2 separate regions of the Gossypium arboreum genome follow, and region 1 is linked to region 2. The links are chromatin contacts, called in public Hi-C maps. All regions are on one chromosome and are shown on one strand. Each heading gives the region's core, a stretch centred on a gene start, on an enhancer-like site or on the middle of the called end of the contact. The rest is flanking DNA. Distances are from core to core; before and after follow the strand shown. Region 1 holds the start of LOC108474985 (RING-H2 finger protein ATL18-like). Region 2 holds the start of LOC108475749 (brefeldin A-inhibited guanine nucleotide-exchange protein 1-like).

The links. Hi-C and Micro-C count contacts between places; a contact is called where the count stands out from the background.
Region 1: a contact with region 2 is called in a Hi-C map of leaf, with 2.1 times the contacts expected there. The contact joins the promoter of LOC108474985 here to the promoter of LOC108475749 in region 2. A contact is called at or near these places in 2 of 5 Hi-C or Micro-C datasets (both in leaf).

The regions. Positions count from the first base shown.
Region 1 is chr3:5,366,127-5,373,432 of ASM2569848v2, reverse strand. It overlaps LOC108474985 (RING-H2 finger protein ATL18-like), which reads right to left and starts at 4,602. Exons shown (of 1, transcript XM_017777007.1): 1 at 4,150-4,602. The coding sequence starts at 4,602. The coding sequence ends at 4,150.
Region 2 is chr3:5,075,076-5,081,696 of ASM2569848v2, reverse strand. LOC108475749 (brefeldin A-inhibited guanine nucleotide-exchange protein 1-like) reads right to left here and starts at 3,623. Exons shown (of 12, transcript XM_053026176.1): 1 at 2,670-3,623; 2 at 2,356-2,591; 3 at 1,236-1,553; 4 at 351-684; 5 at 1-138. The coding sequence starts at 3,404.

The sequences.
Region 1 (7,306 bases), core at 3,353-5,852, 290 kb before region 2:
TTGGGTTTTTAGTTTTACCTATTTTTTTTTTCTTTTTATAGTTTCTATGTTTTATTTCTTTATTTCATTTTATTTTCGCCATTGTTATTACCATTCGCGTTACGCATTTGTTATTCTGGTATGCATCTTAGTACCATAAATTTTTTTCATCAAATTGCATTACATTAACCTTCACCCGATTCATGGAATTTTGTTTTAAAATAAAGGCAATATTCTGTATTTGAAAATTCGAGAAATTGTGCCCTAATGTACTGGGTTTTGGTTTCTTCGTTTGATATAAATAACCGAATACCCTTTTGAAATTGAAACACATGAATTTCAAATAAAACGCTTATTCTCGAGAATTCGAGATGTTGTGTCCTAACTTGCTGGATGTGACATTTTGTTGTCTCGAGGTAAGAATTTCTAAGAAACAAAAGACAATCTTATTCTCAAAGATTTCAAATGTCGTGTCCTAACTCACTGGGTGTGACATTTTATTTATTCGAAATAAGAAGTCTTAGCATCATCCAATTCGATTTATTCAAGTTTTCTTTTAAATAAAAAGGATCATATTTTAAAATCTTTTCAAATTTTCGAAATTAAGACATAATTAATCAATTAGGTGCCAATTTTGGGCGTTACGAGAGTGCTAATCCTTTCTCGTACGTAACCGACTCCTGAACCTGTTTTCTTAAATTTCTTAGGCCAAAATTGATGTTTTAATAAAACAAAATGTTTTACAAGGTGATCCGATCACACCTAAACAAAAAGGATTGGTGACGACTCCATTTTTCATTTTAAAGTCGACCCCTATTTTTCAAAATAAAAAAATAGTTTCGACATTTCCAATTTCCTTTCCACTCTAAATCCAAAAAGAAACCATTGAACTTAAAAAAATATTTGCTTTCTCTCTAGGCTTTCAAAGCAAACTTCTTTGCCTTCATTGTCGGCATGGTCAACCTTGTTCTAGCCGTCGTTTGGCTTCTTACTTTTACCTTTTGGTTTTTCTCTTCTTTCTCTTCCGACAAAATAAGTATTGGCCCTTGACTGGTAATTAGTAGAGCCTTTTATTTGGCAGCTTTACTGCGGCATTGGGCTTGGTTCCTCTAGCTTCCCGATGCTTTTAGATAGCGCCTCTTCTTTCTTGGCCTGCTTGGGTTTACAACACAAAGGACAATAGAATCTAATGGCTGAAGGTGAATGTGCTTTTTTCGGGTTGTCACGACATGGCCTCCTTCCAGAGGTATTACATGTCAAAGATCGATACTCTCACCTCATTTTCGATTTTTTCTCCCTTTTGTGACAATATTCTCCACTAGTAAACGACTTTATATATTGTGTGGTAAGGTTCATATTATAGCTGTTATTTTTGACATAATGTTTAGAACTATCCATATCCCTTCTCCAACTTATAAATAGGAGGATAATGCGCTTCAATGCACTTAACTCACGTCTTCCTACATTGACAACAATATCCATACCAATTGAGTCAAGACTCAATCGGCTGCTATTATATTTTTTTTATTAGATTTTTTGTTTATTGAATTTTTTTTTTTGTATTTGTATCTGTACCTTTTTCTTTCATCTAATAGAATACAGATGTTTAAAAAAGATAAAATTGCAAGCCATGCACGTGCACACCAAATGATCCCCGAGAAATTAGATTCAGAAGCCCAAATCAAATGTGGATGATCAACCAACACCATCAGATATTTTCCAAGTCAACGTGAACTTTTCTCTTTTCTTCTTTTGGGGATAATATATAACAAATTTAAAGACAAATAGTCTTATTATTTAGTGATGTATCACATCAAATTTGATTAGATGTTTTATTATAATAAATAGATATAATTAAAAAAATATATAAATGAAAAGTTAAAATTATATTACAAATTTATTTAATTCACAACTAAACTTACAGGGTTTTTATTTAAATATGGTAAATTGTGAAAATAATCACTTTTGTTTACCTCAAGTTACATTTTAGTCACTTATGTTTGAAATGTTATGTTTTAGTCAATAAACTGTTAAATTGTCATTAAAGGTGTAATGGTAAGTTGACGTGACACGTTAAATCATCATTTCAAACAAAAATTTTAGATTAATTTATACAATCGGTCCCCATATTTTTTCGTTTTTAGTAAATTTTTTATTTATGTTCTTTTAACTTTTTTTTGTTCTTTATTTTACATTCTCTTCTGCTTCTCCCTTTGTTTTCTTCCCTTCTCCATTTTTTTTAACGTACTTTTTTTTATGTTTTCCATTTGTTAAAATTAGTCCCTATATTTTTATTTTTTAAACAATTTAATTTTTTTCAATTTAGGCGAGCTTGTGGACTAGTTTTAACAAATGAAAAACCTAAAAAACTACATTAAAAGAAATGAAGAAGAGAGGAAAACAGAGGGAGAAGTACAAGAGAATAGAAAAAAAAAAGGAAAGCTAAAAGAACATAAAATAAAAAAATTAAATTGCTCAAAATGAAAAAATATAGGGATCAATTTTATAAATTAACCTAAAATTTTCATTTGAAATGATGATTTAGTGTGCTGTGCCATGCCAATTTCCCGTTACACAATTAACGACAATTAATGTCTCAATGACTAAAATACTACAACACAATAACATAAGTAACTAAAATATAACTTGAGACAAATAAAAGTGACTATTTTAATAATTTACCTATTTATATATATATATATATATATATATAAAAGTTTGGCTTACCGTTTGTCACAATTAAAGATAATATTATATATGTTGACTTACGAATAATGAATTGAATCATTATTATTATTTTATATTTTTAGTACATTAGTCATCATAATTTATATGTATAAAATTCATTCATTAATTTTTAAAATCTTATAATAAATAAAAAAATAATAATGAAAGGGAGCTTCACCCATCATAGAATCTAATCTAATGGGAAAAAACTAGTTGGATGGATGGGCCCTCCAACATTTTCGCATATAGATCTAGCAGCCCATCAATTATTAGAACTAATTTGATGTATATTTATTTTAAGTGCTTCATTCTAATAATATTAAATAATTATATTTTGGATTTTTAATTCTTATAATTTCTTTAAAATTTTCAAATATTAGTACTAATATTATTATATCCAATTCCCTTCCGTTGACTTTGATATTTAGCTGCCCCTCAGTTATCATCATTAACACATTTCTGCAAGTAATTAGAATTTGATCCTCGTATTTTATAAAAATTGATAATTTTGTACAATTGGTTAATAATATTGTTAAACATTATCCTTAAATCACTGACTTAAAAATCAGCAGTTCAGTCGTTTGACAAAGAGAAACAAAATGGATTAACGATTTACATGCAACAAATTAGTAAAAATCATTTGTTAAAGTTGATGTGTTTACCAACTTCATAAAATGTGAGGATAGAATTTTAACAAATTAAAGTAGATGGACTAAAATTTCATATTTCATAAACTAGAGAGATTAAATTTAGAATTAAACCTTAAACTTAACTTATCTACAACATAATTAGAAAAAAGGGTAAACTACACCATTAGTCATTAAACTATGGGTAAGTTTTTGTTTCGGTCATTTAACTAAAAAAGTTACAATTTGGTCACTGAATTATTCGAAAATTTTCAATTAAGTCACTAGGCTATTCAAAAGTTTTTATTTAAGTCATTGGGCTGTTAAGTTTTTTTTTTTTTTAAGTTCTGCTAGTGAACTCTAGGCGAAAATTTGAGGTCGATACAATAAATTAATACCCATGGACGAGTAAAAGAAAATACCTTAGATCCAAGTCGATATGACAATCAATGTCAAAGTTCAGAGAAAAAAAGATGGAATTTTGATTCGCAAATTCTTGATGCCTAAAGTTGTTTCATAAAAAAATTTGAATTGTAGGAGAGAAAGAAAAAGTAAGCTTTCAATTAGTGCATGTAGTGCAAACAAAAAAAGCCACAGCCCAATTACTTAAATGAAAATTTTTGAATAATTTAATGACCAAATTGTAATTTTTTTCAGTTAAAAGTATGAAAATGAAAAATTGAAGAGAAAAAAGAAAGAAAGAATTGCAGCTATTTTGATATATGGAAAAAATTGGTCTTTTTCTCTAGACATGAACGAATTCGTTATTGAAATGTACAAATATCTACTCTGAATTTCGATTTAAAAAAGAAAAAAGTCAAAACGAAAGCCATGAAGAAACCAAATCGGCCGCTGTATATGAAGCAATGTCTCCACATTTTGTATGAGCAGAAATTACATTATTAAACAAGACAGATCTGCAAAGTGGGCAAGTGAAGTGACAGCGTTCCATCCATTTCTCAATGCAATTCATATGAAAAACATGTTTGCATTTCTGGATTTGGCTCACTGCATCGTCGTTATCGAACTCAACCAAGCATATGGAACACACTTCCTCTTCCGCCGCGTTGCAGCATCCGGCGGAAAACTTCAAATCTTCAAACCTCGCCACCGGAAGAGAAACATTGATCGTCCCGCACCTCTGTGGGAAAACAAAACCAAGCAGGCTTAAAACAAATCTCTTGAACTGAATAAACGGGATCCATACACAAGTGTAGAAGATCAAGGCTGCCGTGCATGAACCCGAGTTAGAACACACTAAAGAAATCATTTTCTTCTTCTTTAGAACAAACCAATTCAGCAATGAGTAGTTTGGAGTTTGATGTGGAAAATGAAAGCAAGCATATGTTTATATAGGCACAGTGGGGAACTTGAAAATAACATGCGACTGTTCCCCCAAATACTCCAATTGGAGCAAAGATTTTGACTTTTTTCCTTTGGGGGGATTTCATCATTGTTTAAGGATTATTAAAATGTTTGAAAGAAATTATTTTTATTGACCCCAAGAAAATATAATTAAAAAATTGATTATAATATTCAAGTCGTACTGTTTTTTTATTTTTTGGGTGGTTATCGAACTCTGAAATCGGCGAGTGTGCAGGGCCGGCGCCGACCCCACATCCTCTGAGTCGCCCCTTTTTATTTTATTTGGATTGAGGGAAATAAAAACACTTTCATTTTTAGAAGCCATGCTTCCAGCCGAAGCAATAACCGGGCATGCTATTTTAGTAATACATTATTATTCCATTAAACATTAATTAAGTCGTTTAACCCTAAACTGCCAAAGCCACCCAAATATATACATAATTTAGCCTAGATGTATGGAACATTTTTAATATTTACGTGTCCTGCCTCGCCCTAATATTTTATTTCTTATATTTTTTAATTTTAAAAATTGATTTTTAAGCGTTTAAGTCTTAATTCGATTGACATGAACATTGTTGTTAATGTAGGAGGACGTAAATTCGAGTGTGTAAAAACACATTATCCTCCTATTCAGGGCAAATCTAGAGGGGGCTGGTAGGGACCCCGATTTTCTTAAAATGAAAATTTTTTCATTTTGGCCCTTAAAAATTTTAAAATTTAAATTAGTAAAGTTAAATTGTACTTTGATTCCCTAAAAATGATAAAAATTTAATTTAACTCTTTAAAAATTATAATTTAATTTCAGCTCCCTAAATAAATTTCCTACCCTCGCCCCTGCTTCTATTTATGGGTTGTGGAGGGTTTATGTCTAGTTCTAAGCATTATATATATATAAAAAAAACAGATATGATCGAACCTATAATAAAATTGTTAAAAAATAAATTCTTTAATCATTTAATCAATTTTAAATCCATTTGTTTTGAATTTTTTCCCTCTTTTCTTGAATAGGAAGTAGCACAAAACAAAATAAATTATAAGTTTAACTTTTAGAAGTATAAATATATACTATACAATAATAGGATTAGGTAAAAAAAAGAGACCTAAACTAAAGTACTTAAACGATTTATGGAATGTAACTCGAAATTCAATTGAATTTTGTTTTTATTTAATATATAATTAATTTAAATTTTATGATATAAAAAATTATATTTAAAAGAGTGAAAATATTTTAAAAGTTCATGAAAATTTAAAATTATTATTTTTAGAAATATTTATGAAAATGACCTTGAAATTTTGTCAAATGATATTTCAAACCCATAAGACAAAACTCATTTTATTAAAATAATTAAGTCTAAAAATTTAATGTGAAAAATCGAATTAAGATGAACGGTTTAAAAATTTTAAAAGCTCTACCAAACTGAACTGATATCACTCCTATATAATAAACTCTAAAATATTTGAATTATATTTATATTTTTTTGTCTACATGCCAAATGTACAAATAAAAATATTAAAATTACTAATAAATATCAAATGGGATGAGGGAGATAAGATGAGACAGAATTATCATGGACGTATTTAATGTTTATGAAACGGTGATGAATTTGGTCGTATTTACCTGCTCTACTTCATTATCATCTCTTAACTTACGGTTTATAATAAATATTTATTATGACCCAAATTACTATAAATGTGAGATAATTAGAAATGTATAATTTAAAATTTTGCTTCGTAGAACTCGTTTTGAACTGGATTCTAGGAATTAAGATTAATAAAGAAGATCAAGTTGGTTTAATTAGAGAATTTAATAGGTAAATTCCAACTGAGTTTAAAGAGAGTTCGGTTGTTTAATGTATAGTTGCTGGCACCAAGGTCAAATTTCTCTATAATCAACTTGCTAACGAAAAATGGACAGTCATATTTTGTCCTATCTATAACCTGACCTTGGTTGACATTAGCCGGTAATAGATCCACCCTGAATTGCCTCCTTAATTCCTGTTTTGCATTTTCATGATAAAAGTATGATAGTGGAAATTGTATTAAGAGTCGGACTATATTTTAATTTTTTATTTAAAAATAATAAAATATTCTTTATACGTTAATATGAGATACACGTGTCATTATATAGTTTTTTCTTAGTTACATTAAATTTTAACAGTATAAATGAATGCAGTTTTAACCGTCTTTAATCTAATATATATAAACTAATTTACTTATTTTTGAAGTAAAAGACCGGATTAACCCATAATTTTAAAACTTCTATAATATTTTTATCTATTTTCGTTTTTTTAAATTTATTGAATTGTTTAAATCGGAAAAAAGATTCATTAAAAGAGTGTACTTATTTTATCATTTATAATGTAATTTATTCGTCAATTATCATAAATTAATAAAAGAGAAGAAGTCATCGCCACCACTTATCACACATTAACATATCAAAACCGGCTAATGTGATGGTTTAAATATATGAAGTTTAATATTAACATTATTTTTTAATATTAAATAAATAATCAACCCAAAGAGGAAGCTGCACAGAGCACAAAGATATCAAGATGCAATGCCATAATTTTAAATTTTAAATACAACATAAAATATTATATCTCACCAAA
Region 2 (6,621 bases), core at 2,374-4,873:
AATCATGGCTTCATTCAACCCAGTAGTGTTACTCTTCAGAAAAGCAGCCACTTCCTCTGGAGAGTTGCCAACCTTTTTGGTATTTATAAGAAACTCAATGCCTTTGGATGGCTTCCTATTAAACAACGAAACACCTTTCTGCATATAACCAAGTAAAACTGTCACTAAAACCAAGCTTGTGAAGAAAAGGGGAAAACTAAACATATATTAAGCTATATAAAAATACGTGACAGAAGAGAAGCCAATAATAGCAAATTCTCATGATATGTTAAGGCAGCCCTCTCCAATAATTTGGATACTTAATAAGTATGTGGTACATGAAAACACAGTCGCGCTTGATCCCAGCTAACCTGAAGTTCAATCTTGTAAGCCCGCCGTTGCTCAAGTGTAGCAGCATTTGACAATTCAGAATTCATTTCTGGTTGCAACTCACAATCAGAGACTGTTCCATCTTCTGCAGTCAAAGTTGAATGGCCCTCTGCTGCAGTGTCACTCTTGAAGCTCTTACGCAAGTCAGAATCACCTATTGTCAGCTTTTGGTCCATCCAAGCTCCCATTGACTTAATGATGCTAACCAAGCAATTTACTGATTCATGCCGGAAAGTTATATCCTGGACTGCAGACAAAGTAGTTGCTGAAGCAGGTGGCGGTCCTAGAGCTGTTCTGAGAAGGCCGTTGACAATCCTGCAAATATCTGAGGGAATTATAAGAGTTTTAATACATTTTTATAAAGTGCAACACGTTAATAAATAAAAAAAGAATGGAATTTTTAATAAAACGAAATACATTAGAAGGGATGCTAAAGCAACCTCTGAGAACAACACCAAACGACTGGTTCTTGAGTTAATTCCTGGGTTGATCTACCCTCTTTTGCAAAATTTGAGAATTTGGTTTCAAATTCAGATCATTTTACATATGAATGAATATAAAGATTTTTAATACTACATTTTACTAAAGTTTGATTTGAGGAAAAAGGAAAGTGAATTGAAATATTACATCAGAAAGAAGCTAAAGCATGAACTGGGAACATGAAAGAATAATTTCCTCTTGAGTTAATTCCTATTTGACCTACCTTTTGCAAAAAATTGAGACAAGGTTTCGAATTCGTAAAGGATTTCACATATGATTCGTTGGATACTTATCTTGAAAATATGACATCATAAACTTATTTGATTTCATGAAAGCAGCATTCTTGTCAAACACTCATACGAAAAATTATTAGGGGGGAAAATTACCTTTCAAATATGTTTGGTGAATCCACATCGCAGTCATAATTCACGAATATATCAATGATAATCTGTGAATCCGCAGCAATCTTTTCCAACAGATTAAGGACTGTCATTTTCTGTACAAAACTTGGCTGTAAAACATTCTCTAGAACTCGGAGGATAAGCATGGGAAAGAATATTCCAATTTCATCTTTCAACCCTGTTCTATATTTCGTTAGCAGGCTCATAAAAATACAACTTTGGAGCTGGAAAATTGACATCACTGACAATGCACTGTTTTTTAACAATGATAAGCAGAGATACTGCTTAATTACGTTAAGAAACCTGCATTTTGTAACACAGAATATAAGAACATTAGAATAAATTTAACTGAAGACTGCAGAAAAAAGAGTTATTTATCACCAACACTACACGACATACCAAGCAAGATGATGATGATGATGAGTTGGCATTGGTTTTCGGAGCTCTTTCACTTAATTTTTGAAACTACCTCAATAAATTATTCCTTTTCATATTTATTCATGAAGATCTCACTACCCAGTGTACATGCACTAGAGCAGAAATATCCCAGAACCGGGAGTGAGTATTGTTAAAAGCTATGTGCTTGAAACAGGTTCATTCAGGTTTTTCTTTTGAGTTTCCCTCCATCAAGACTCCCCATAATAATAAAATATGGGGTGTTGGATGGGTCACGACATGTTTTTTTTTTCCTAAGTAAATTAATCTATTATAAAGTAAATTAATTTTTTTATTAAAAATTTCGTATATTTTGTTGTTAAAAATTAATTTTTATATGCTAGCATAAGTATTCCATCAATCACACCAATTTTTAATAATACAAAAGAATGAATTTTTAATAAAACTAATTTAATTTTTAATCTAAGACTAATTTATTCAAATTTCTAATAAAAAACAAAATATAATTTCACACCTCTAAAACCTCCGTGATATTTTTACTATTAAACTCACTAAATCTAATAAAGCCCAAACCCAAAGCATATATGGTGACGATTGTTAGGAAAAAATATAACAAAGCCCAAAGTATATATGGTGACGTGCGAACAACCATTATTATTTTATATAAAATCAGAACCCTACGTGAATAAAGTAGTATAAAATTACTTGCCTAACATTCGAGCGCCAAATGGAACCCCCATTATCCATAACAGCCTTGAGGAGCTCCAAAGACAGCGTTTTCCCTCTCAAAAGGATCTGATCATCATTCTCCTGTGATGAAAACTTCATTGACAACTTACACAAATTCTTAAAAACAAGAAAGCCGTCCTCCCTAATTTTACTAACCCCACCGGAACCCGATTCCGCCCCCCCTTCCTTCGCCTCTAACTCCCCAATTTCCTCCTCCTCCCATTTCGACGTCTTCAAATCAACATTTTGCAGCTCCTGATCCTTATTCGGCTGCGATAGCTTCAAATCTGGAACCCCTTCACTGGCACTCATAACCTCGCTAACAAAATTCTGACAATGATAAATTGAACTTCCTTCATTTAAATTCTTATCACTAAACTCTAAAAGCTCACTAACCGACACTGTTTTGATAGAAACATCAATGGAATCTTCTTCGGCTCGGGTGAATACAATTAGCATAATCTGCGCCAAAACGGACTTAGCACAGATCTGATTGGTTCCATTCAAACCGCGTAAATATACGTTATAACAAGTTCTAACGACGTTGAGCAAGCAATCACCACGGATCAAAACGCAAGGACATCGGATGGCGGAGAGCAAAACTCGCAGCACGGCAAGCTCGAGCGATTCCTCGCCGATGCCGCCGACTTTGCAAACGGCTTCGACGATTTTGTAGAGGATCGGATTGGAAACGTTGCCATGGATCTCGCCACGAGCGACGCCGAGGGAGAATAATTTGAAGGTGCATTCGAGGGCGGGCTCGGCAACTTTGACGTAATTGGTTTCCAAGGCGAGAAGGATCGGGTTAAGGACGAAGTTGGCATCGGAAGATGAAATGCCGAGCAGCGGTGAAATCGGATCGGACAAGCCGGTGTCGGAGAGGGTCTCGAGCTTGTCGAGAGCGGATTTGCATGAGGAAACGAGGTGCGTGTGTTTTCGCCATGCGGCATTTTTTATGATCTTGTCGAGCGGTGGGCCTAGCACACGGCCGCACCGCGACGGTCCTCCGAGCGTGTGGGAAGCTAACATCACCGTGTTATTATTATTACAATTTGATTATTCAGATCTCTGGGATCAAATCCGAGTGTTAATTGCATTGCAAATTCATCGGAAATTGAAAATGCGTGAGATAATAAGCCTTTTTTTTTTTTTTCTTTTTTGGACACTGACCAATTCTTCTTGATGGGGGTTGGAATTTGATTTGCCTGAGGGGAGCAGAGCCGATAAATGTGTGCTTGATCGAGCTTTATGGCCAATTAAATATTAAAAAAATTCATTCAAATTTATTATTTTTTAGACAAGTTTTTATTTATTTTTTACACTTAAATAAGTCATTATGATTTCTGTTTACGGTTTTATTTCAAATAAAATATTAATTTATTTTATAAATACTTATTAATTCCATCCCTTTTTCCGTAAAAAAAATTCTATCCTTTTATAAAAATTTAGTCTTGTTGGATAATGTTACTAAAATTTTCATTTAAATCACTTACCTATTAATCAATAATTCAAGTCAGTAAAATAAAAAGTTCAATGATTTATATATAATAAATTAATAGAATTTAACAATTTAAGTTTCATATATTTACTAATTATTTGACTTGCATCTTAATTATTATATAATTCAATGATCAAATTATGATAAATTAGAGTGTAAAGACTAATTTCTTTTTTTCATAAAATAGGAAGACGAGTTAATTAAATCATCGGTTTAAATATAAATTAAAAGTTAAATCACTGTATATGTAATAGCCCATTTCTTCGTAATATCGGAAAAAGTGGTTTCGGGACCATAAATCTAACAAAAGAGTCTAAATATTATTATTTAATATTTACGAGTCAAATATAGTATTATAGTAAATTTTAAATTTATAATTTTAGTTAATTGAATGATTAGTTAAGTTCAAGTGGGTTATCTCTAAAGTCAAGTGATTTTAGAAAATGAGGTATTGGGGCCTCGTTTCCAAAAATTGAGCCCATAAATATTTTTATTAAATATTTATGGAGTGATTATATAAGTTTATTAAAATTTGGTTAGGTAATTTTGATGTTTAGTTAGTTAATGAAAGGAAAATCATTAAATTGTAAAAGGTGGAAATCAACCGTTATTTCGCGTGTAAATGTCGTTTGAAGGACCTAATTTAGGTGAATCGGATCAGATTGGATTGCTAAGAACGTTGATCGTCAACACGGTGAAAGGTGTGTGTTCTTTTACAAGCGGACTGGGGCAAGCCGTGCCTAGGATTAAGGCTACACGGTCTGCTACATGGGCGTATGGACCACACAAGTAGGCTACACGGCCACTCACAAGGCCATGTACCTCTGAAACCTAAGATAGTTTGAATCTCACACGGTCATGAACCCTCCATACGGCCTGCCACACAGTTGTGTCTCCCTGTAGGTTAATTTTTGCATTTGCCACACGACCACAGTTTGTTGCATAGCTTGACCACACAGCCGTGTGACCTTTATTTTACAATTTTACCTAAAATTTTATAAATTGTTCAATTTAGTCTCAAAATAGTCCCCAAACTATTTTTAGTGTTTTATTTCTTTCAATTAAGCCCCTAATAATATGATTAATATTGGAATCCATGATTTGATTGACTGATTTATTACTATATATGCATAATATGAAAATATTACATGTTTACTACCACAATAATTCTGAGGAACTGATAATGTTTTTCGTACCACTATGTTACTATTTGCATGACATACATGCCTACTGTTACTGTTAAATCGAACTCATGTTAATCAAGTTTATTGCTACTGTAATGATTTTTTATAGGCATGATAGTTGTTACTGTATCAATTTGCTATAAGCATGTTATTGCTACCGTATTTAGTATGTCATGTTCCATTGCATAATGTGGGACAATATGAACAGAGGAAGTGTGAGTAGATTATCTGCACTTTTAAATGATTTATCCACACCATTTGAGCAGCTTATCTGCACCATTGAGTGGTTTATCCATACCGTATTAGCAACGTTTATCTACACCAATGAGTGGTTTATCCACACCCTACTAGCAATTTATTTGCAAAAAACTTTTTATAAAAAAAAGCTGGTGGTTTTCCACCCCTTTTTTTTACTAGTGGTTTATCCACAACGAGTGATACATCCATAACGATGACTGGTTTATCCACAACATGGTGTAAAGATAGAAAAGTTCTAAGAACTCTTACTGTGGTGTGTAGCAGTGAGGTAGGACATTTTCTGATAAATTGAAATTGCATTGCATTCATAAGCATTTGCATAAATATGAATATTGAGATATTATGGTGATGAGTTTATCTAAAATATCGATATTCTGAATTGTTATTCAATTGTGATTATAATAAGCCAATTTCATCCGGCCTAAATAAAAATAAATAAACAAAATAAAATAAAGAGTCCAAAGTCTAATGATACAAAAAAAAAAACCAATGCCCAAATATACAAACCCTAACCCAATAACTCCGGGGCCTAAACTACTAGTGGCCCAAAAGAACCTAAACTTTTCAGAAAGCCAGAAACCCTAGGGTTCCTAACTCCCCACCCCCTTCATAGGCACGCCGCCCGAGGCTCCTCATCCCGAGGCCTAATGCACCTCTGCCGCCCTTGCATTAAAACGGAAAAAGCAAGGGCCTCTATCCCACTGTTGACCACGCACCGTCACCTGTAAAGAAAAAGAACGAAAGGACAGAAAACGCAGAAACAATAAAAGAAAACAGTAGCAAAAATAGTAGATACAATAAAAAATATATAAAATATATATATAATCGGATATAAAAGTCGGATTCAAAATGTATTTTAGGAGAGATAAAAAGCAATCAAAAAAGATACATAAAGAAATTCTCAAAGGTGATTTATTTTTTTTAAATCTGTTATTTTCTTTTTCTTTTTTTTAAAAAAGAAACACAACATAAAATAAAAAAGAAGAAAACTCACCTGAAGCTTCGTCTTCGGCCGTCGTGGGTGGGCGATGACTCCTTCTCTAAGGAGGGATGGTCTTCTCCGATGCAAAGGACCTCCGAATCCCTAGAGATTTGTTGGAGGCTTCGCTGGAGAGAAGGAAATTGAAAGGTTTTCCCTTTTTTTAAGAAAAAAATTGGCTTTAGTTCTGACGGCTTCAACTCCAAATCAAAGTTCTACGCAAGGTAACGAGCAAAATGGGGGCATTTTGGTTTTCTTAGGCCATCGGAGGCACGGCGAACGAACAACAGCCTCGTCGCCGAAACTGGAGAGAGTTTTGAGAGAGAG